Regions from separate parts of the Mus musculus genome. Here region 1 is linked to region 2. Evidence: chromatin contacts called from public promoter capture Hi-C data. All regions are on one chromosome and are shown on one strand. Each heading gives the region's core, a stretch centred on a gene start, on an enhancer-like site or on the middle of the called end of the contact. The rest is flanking DNA. Distances are from core to core; before and after follow the strand shown.

The links. Promoter capture Hi-C pulls out the DNA fragments that hold promoters and counts their contacts.
Region 1: a promoter capture Hi-C map of pre-B cells shows a contact between it and region 2, with 3 times the contacts expected there. The contact joins the promoter of Bag4 here to the promoter of Ap3m2 in region 2. A contact is called at or near these places in 2 of 39 promoter capture datasets (liver and pre-B cells) and 1 of 115 datasets of contacts at active chromatin or transcription factors (astrocytes).

The regions. Positions count from the first base shown.
Region 1 is chr8:25,783,568-25,787,075 of GRCm38.p6, reverse strand. Bag4 (BCL2-associated athanogene 4) reads left to right here and starts at 1,867. Exons shown (of 5, transcript NM_026121.3): 1 at 1,867-2,177. The coding sequence starts at 1,905. Lsm1 (LSM1 homolog, mRNA degradation associated) reads right to left here and starts at 1,485. Exons shown (of 4, transcript NM_026032.1): 1 at 1,359-1,485. The coding sequence starts at 1,404.
Region 2 is chr8:22,803,914-22,807,533 of GRCm38.p6, reverse strand. Ap3m2 (adaptor-related protein complex 3, mu 2 subunit) reads left to right here and starts at 1,880. Exons shown (of 9, transcript NM_029505.3): 1 at 1,880-1,958; 2 at 3,432-3,620. The coding sequence starts at 3,502.

The sequences.
Region 1 (3,508 bases), core at 618-3,117, 3.0 Mb before region 2:
TATGAGCAAACTTTAATATGTTTATCCCAGTCTATATAATCACAGCTGCTCTCTAATTTGCAAACTCACACAAAACATTTTTACTTGTTTGAAGTTGTAAATCATTTTGCTTTTGAAAAGTCACAGTATTAAAATGATTTTAAAATGCTGATTATAGACCTGAGAGATGGCTCAGTGCTAAAGAGTATTGTCTGGTCTTCCAGAGGACCCAGTACCCTCTTCTGTTCTCTCCAGCACCAGGCAAGCTCGCAATGCACATACATACATGCTCATATACAGCGGTTTTTTTTTTTTGTTTGTTTGTTTGTTTTTTTAATGCTGCTTTAAAAGTTATATTCATCCCAGCACTTGGGAGGCAAAGGCAGGAAGATTTCTGAGTTCCAGGCCAGCCTGGTGTACAAGGTGAGTTCCAGATCAGCCAGGGCTATACAGAGAAACCCTGTCTCGAAAAACCAAAAAAAAAAAAAAGTTATATTCAAGGAATCATACACAGGTAAGAATTCGGGGCGGGGGAATGAAAGTGGAGGCTGGAGAGATGGTTCAGAAGAGCACGTGTTGCTCTTGCAGAAGATCTGAGTTCCTTTCTCAGCACCCACACTGTGACTCTGTAACTCGGTCCATAACTCCAATTCCAGAGGATCCCAAGAAGAGAAAGTCATCTGGCTTCGTGGATACCAATATGCCCGTGGTTTAATTACATGTAGACGAGACATAAATACACAATAAATTAAACCTTTTAAAACCGAAATTGTAACCTCTTTATTTTTACAGGACTAACCTCCTTTTAGTAAAAGCAAAACTGTCAAACAGAAAAGAGTAAGTTTGAAGTGACTTAGCATTCGCAGAAAATCCCGTTATTACGTCCGGCACCTGTCTCTACAACTTTAATCTGAAAGTGCTAATGACCCTTACAGAAAAAGGAGAGTGCTAGTGGCTATACAACAGAAAGCCTACGTTCTCTGCTAATTAAATTCAACTGCTGTTGTCGGGTCTGGTGAGTCCTTTCTAGAAGCAATCTCCATCCATTCACTGTCAAACGCCTTACGAGGGGCGCAGCATCCGACTTGGGAACGCGAAGTGGCTCAGGCGACTTCCTTCGCGTGCTCTGCCCTTCACGTTCCCAAGTCGGATGCTGCGCCCCTCGGAAGGCGTTTCACAGCTTGGGGGGCGGGGGGCGGGGAGGTGTTACCCGCTCAAGGACAGAGAAGGCAGCTTGGGAAAAGGCTCCGTCCGAGGCTGTGAAGGCAGAACCACCCCGCCCGGGCCCAGAGATCACTCTCTGGGCCCTTGTCGAGGGACGCCCACTCGAAAAGGGGTCCCACACCAGGCTTCCCCCGAGGGAGAGGTTAGGTACTCACTGTCGATGTCCTCGATGAGGCTGGCGGTGCCGGGCATATAGTTCATGTTTGAGCTCTCGCAAGGCTGCACCGGACGGCCGCGAGGGCGTCCAGTCGCCCGTCGGCGGGACGCGGACGGGAACCGGCCGCTCACCTGCAGCTCAGACACCGCTAGTCGCCGGAAGCGTTTCAGGTGACCCCACCCACTTCCGGTATCGCCTGCCCGTCCGCCGAAAGAGGCGTGCCGGGCGTGTTGCCAGTCGGTGGCCGACCACGTTCTCTTCCCCTCCAGTCAGTGCAGTGAAGTCCAGGTCGGAAGGGCGGAGGATAGGCGTTTCCTCACGCGTGACGAGCGCTGCCCCTCGCCTCGCTTTCCCGACCCGAGGCCCGGATTGACCCGTACCGTCCATGACCGTTCCGCGCTCGGCGTGCAAGGGGCGGGACCGGCTCGGGATTGGCTGTAGCCGTCCTATCCCCCTCCGCCGCTCGCCAATAGCGGCCTCCCGCAGGCGCCTGCGCAATGGGACGGTCGTGGGGGGCGGGAAGCGCTTCGCGGCAGCGGAGCCCATGTCGGCCCTGAGGCGCTCGGGCTACGGCCCCAGTGACGGCCCTTCTTACGGCCGCTACTACGGGCCCGGGGGAGGCGATGTCCCGGTGCACGTACCTCCGCCCTTATACCCCCCTCTTCGTCCGGAGCCTCCCCAGCCTCCGGTTTCCTGGCGAGGGCGCGGGGGCGCCCCGGCCGAGACCACCTGGCCGGGCGAAGGCGCAGGTGGCGATGGCTACTACCCCTCGGGAGGCGCCTGGGCAGAAGCGAGCAGAGCCGGGGGAGGCCACCAGGTAAGCTTCGAAGTCTTTTCCGGGGCTCCAGTCGGGAAGTCTTGGGCAGAGGTGAGGACATTTGGGGGTTTTATACTTAGGGTCTGTTAGGACTCGGGTCTCTGATTTGTTCTTCTTTTGGGGACGGTGCAGAGACGAGGACCAGAGATGCGAGGGGAGCTAGGCTTGGGTTCCATTTGTCCCTTCGTTTTGTTTGTTTGTTTGTTTGTTTTTGCTTTTTTTTTTAACTTCAGCCATCATAAGTGTTCTTGTTAACCACGAAAAAAAAAAACGAAAAAATATTCTGCGCTGACTTCCTAAGCTTAGTAGCAGGCTGCAGGATCTCTTTCCCGAGAGCGTAGGTTAGCGTGATTGGGCTGTAACAATTTATCCTGCGTGGCTCGGGGAGCTGCAGCCCCAGCCCTTACTCAGCAGCCCCTCCCACGGGGAAGGGATCGAAACGGGGCGGGCTGATCACTTAGTTCCTTATCACTAAAGCTTTGCCTGGAATTGAATCAGGAGGGATCAATGTTGCAAAGTACCTTAATGTTCTATTTAATCATCGCAAGACTGCAAGACAGATGTTATTAATGCTTCCCAATTTTTGAATGGAGAAGGCTCTGAGAGACCGACTTGCTTAGTATGTTTGGACCTGTAACATTTTGTTGCTTGCATACATGCCAAAAGTGTGTTTCTATTTTATCTTCGTATGGGGCTATCATTCTAGGATGGTGGCACACATCTTTTGGCCTTTGTAACATTCTTACTTGCAGAAAATTAATTATAAAATTCTCACATATCCACGACGGGATTGTAAAATAGTACAGTGCTTTGGAAAATAGCTGGGTCGTTCCTAAAACTTCTGACAGAGAGTTAATTTATGATCTAGCAGGTCTACTTGTAAGTATACTCAAGAAATAGAAAACAAGGGCTGAAAAAACAAAAAACGACAAAAAAAAAGTCTGCTGGTGGTGGCGGCGCATGCCTTTGATCCCAACACTTGGGAGGCAGCCGGATTTCTGAGTTTGAGGCCAGCCTGGTCTACAAAGTGAGTTCCTGGACAGCCAGGGCTACACAGAGAAACCCTGTCTTGAAAAAAAAACAAAAAACAAAAAAACAAAACAAAACAAACAAAAAACAAGGGCTGGTGTGTTTAATCTCAGTACCCAGGAGGCTGAGGCAGACTAGCCAGCCTGGTTCACATGGACATAATGAGTTCCAGGACAGCCTGGACAACGTGGTGAGACCCTGTCTCAAAAAATGAACAACAACCACCACCACCACAACAAAGGAAAACATGTCCATATACTATTTAATACATCTTTTTAACATCATTAGTGATAATGGCCAAA
Region 2 (3,620 bases), core at 631-3,130:
GGAACTGGGCGTGGGGGGGAGTACAGCCTAAGAGAATAGATCAAGAGAGAGAAGGCGGAACAGTGTGCAGAGAAAAATAGGCTGGTGTCTGTGTGCTGAGGAGCATAGGACGAGTTATACAAAGTCACATTTCCGCGTCTGGTCTGTGGGAGGGAGTGGTCACGGTCTTCCTTACATTGTACTTAATAAAGGCAGATGCTGAAGGGAATTCTGGGGCAGCTGCGTCACATCTCACTGAGTCAACTTTTAACAAAACTTGAAAACTCATTCTCAAATGATAAAAAGGCCACCTGTAACACTCAGGCAATGCTAAGTAAGCCACGCAGAGAAAAGGAAACCCAGGAGGTGACTTGACAGAGGAAGTTTTTCTGGTCTTCACTTCTAGCTACAAAAAAACCCACATTTGATGAACAGGAAGCAGCTGGGTCTGGCACACAGTAGACAAATGTTTGCAAAGCAGAGGTTTGGTTTGCTTCTGAGAGTAATCTTTATCTAAATAACTACTTAGAAACTAAGTATGTTATTTGAAAACTTCTTTTTTTTTGGACCAATCTCTTTTCTTCCTCCGGAAATCTTCTCATTTGATGACTATTTCTTCTGTAATTTCAAACGGGACGTATGAGGCAATGTCACAAATCGTTCTTTTTTTTTTTTTTAAGCTTTGAAATTATTTTTAAAATTTCTTCTCACACCCCTCCCCCGCGCGCGCCCGGCCCCGGGTGAGTAGCGACCAGGTGGGCAGCACAAGCCTTTAATCCCAGCACTCCGGAGGCGGGAGGCAGAGGGAAACAGTTCAAAGCTGTCCCGATCTGGAGACTTCCCGGCCAGCCAGAATTGTTCAGCGAAACTGTCTCAAGTAACAAAACGAAAGGGAAAATAAACACACACACACACACACACCCGTTTTTGCATGTATGAGGTACGCGTTTGCATTTGTGCATGGAAACACTTGTAGGAGTCAGAATATCACTCCTCACCTTCCATCTGATTTGAGGTAGGGCCTCTTGTTTTTAGGTACTGCCAGAGACCTTTCGGAGACTCATCTAGATTGGCACGACCGTCATCACCGCAGTTTGTCATTTCATCTTACAGTGTGCCCAGCAGTTTTTGCAACCCCCTTCACACTTCATCTTACCGAATGCCTCATTTTAATCTAACTGAAGATAAAATTTCCATCGGATCTCTGCTTCACACTTTCCCGAGTCACAGTAACCTGTGATCTCTTTAAATTTAAGGTGGTTTCAAAGACCTGCCCCAACACCTTCATTATCGGATCTGGGAACTGAGAGTCTGGAAGGAGAAGTCAGTCTTATCTGTCTGTCTGTCACTCTTTCTCTGCCTTGCTCCCCCCTCCCCACTACGTCTCTACTTTTCTCCCTTCCTTTCCTCTCTTGTCTTCTCCCCTCCCCTCCTTTCCTCTATTCTTCCCGGTTCTTTCCCGCTGGCTTGGAACTCCCTGTGTAGACAACAAGGTTGGCCTCGAACTCACTGAGATACTTCTGCTTGTCTCCTGAGTGCTGGGATTAAAGACCTGCGCCACAGGCCCGGCAAGCAGTCGCTTTTTAAGTGCACCTGTGTAATGGAGGTTAGTTATGATTGGTTATCTGTGATGCATTAAATTAGAAGCATCCCGGGAATCATTTTACCTTTCCGGTCACTTTCTAGCTCCCCGGAGGCCCTTTGTGACTGGATGACCGACTGTCTTCATCCTCCAATCGGGGCTTGGAGTCTCAGAGCTACACCAATTGAAGGTTACCGGACCTTCAATAAAGACCAATCGGATGCTAGAGCCTAGCAAGCGAACGGCGATCAATCAGAGCGCAGGAGCGGCAGCCGGGGAGCGGCTGGCCAATCAACGTGAGAGCGGTGAGGAGGGGGCGGAGCCTTCGTGCAAGGAGCACTGCGCAGCGCGACTGCGCTGCGGAGCCGGAACGGAGCCTGAGACCTGGTCGAAGCTGGTAGGGTTGGGCTGGGCGCGCGCGGATGGGAAGGGCTGCGTTGGGCGTCGCCTGGGAGAGAGGTACGGGAAGAGTCCCGGGCTACAAATGCCGTTGCCATGGCAACGCAGGTGCACAGTTCTGGGACCAGGGTCCCTGCTTCTGGACAGTTTTCAGGCTGGAGCCCCAAGGCCCATAGGGCCTCCAATACCCTAGGCTTGCAGGCTGCTGGGCTGCAACCTCTCGATGGCTGTCTTGGCAGCCGACGATCTGGACTCTCTCCTGGGGCACTAGGAAAACAGGTCTTAGCAATGTGACCAGTTGTGCTAGCTCAAGTCAGTTCGCTTCTAGGCCACCCCTGGGTGCAGCAAAGCTGCCTCATCCTGGAGATGTCACTGTAGACAAACTAGGGTGTCTCCAGAGATTTTTTTTTTAAGCATCCAGCGGAATGCTTTGTGCACAAATAATTCAGAGAATAGGTCCTTAGTGAATGAGTAAAGATCACAGTGGCAAAGATTCCAGGGGCTGGCTCTGCTCAGGAGAAGTAGAAAGCACATCACATATGCTGTTTCGAATAGGAATCGTGGTAAGCTAACGATAAGTTAAATTTTAATATATTTCATTTGACCCAAACATATTACCAGTATTAAATAAGTGGTAAGATATTTAAAATTGAGTCTTTTTTCCCAACCGAAGCTGTCCAGTCTCTAATCTTACAGTATATGTCAGTACTATCGGCCTCTTTTCAAATGCCCACTACCCATTTAAATAGTGCCTAACATCTTTGTTTATTTCATCTAGATTTTTTTTGTTTTGTTTTGTTTTGTTTGTTTTTTTGAGACAGGATCATGTTATGTAACCCAGGCTAGTCTCAAACTTGTGATCCTCCTGTCTTAGCTCCCAAGTGCCTGGCAAAGTCGGATTTAAAAGAAAATTAAGTATATTTATGTGCACCCATGTGAACAACAGGTTGTCACTTCTCTTCTCTCATGTTATGAGTCCCAATGAAATTGAATCCCATTGTTTGGATCGTTAGCAAGCCTCACCTGCTGAGCCATCTCACAAGCCTGAAACTAGTGTTTTAAGTGGATCTAACTCGGGCAATAATAACAGAGAACTGAAAATCTACAACAGACAAACAAATTGGCTGCTAGTTATTATTGGGAATTCAAGGGAAGAATCCTTAGGGCTCATGTAATAGTAGCAGGTATGTCTGGCCGGTGGCCTGCAGGCCACATGTGGCCCAGGACAGCTAGGAACGTTGCCCAACACAAAACGGTAAACTTCCTTAAGTCATGGGGACATTTGCTTTCCCATCTCGTTTTGTGACTTGTATGCTTCCTGAGGGTGTTTTTGTGGATGACAGTGTCGTGTTGGCAGTATCAAAAAGTTGAATGCACCAATGGGAAGAGGACTTGGGCCTGATCCTCGAACCTCTGGAAAATAAGGTTGTTTTAATTCAGTGAAAATGAGTCCAGTCTCTTTTGTTTGTAGGGTTGAAAACTAGCTGAATCCAGAGGCTCGCAGACTGAACCAGCGTTCCTCTCCCACCAGCCTCTCCACCATGATTCACAGCCTTTTCTTGATTAACTCTTCCGGAGATATTTTCCTGGAGAAACACTGGAAAAGTGTGGTCAGCCGCTCTGTGTGTGATTACTTCTTCGAGGCCCAAGAGAGAGCTAC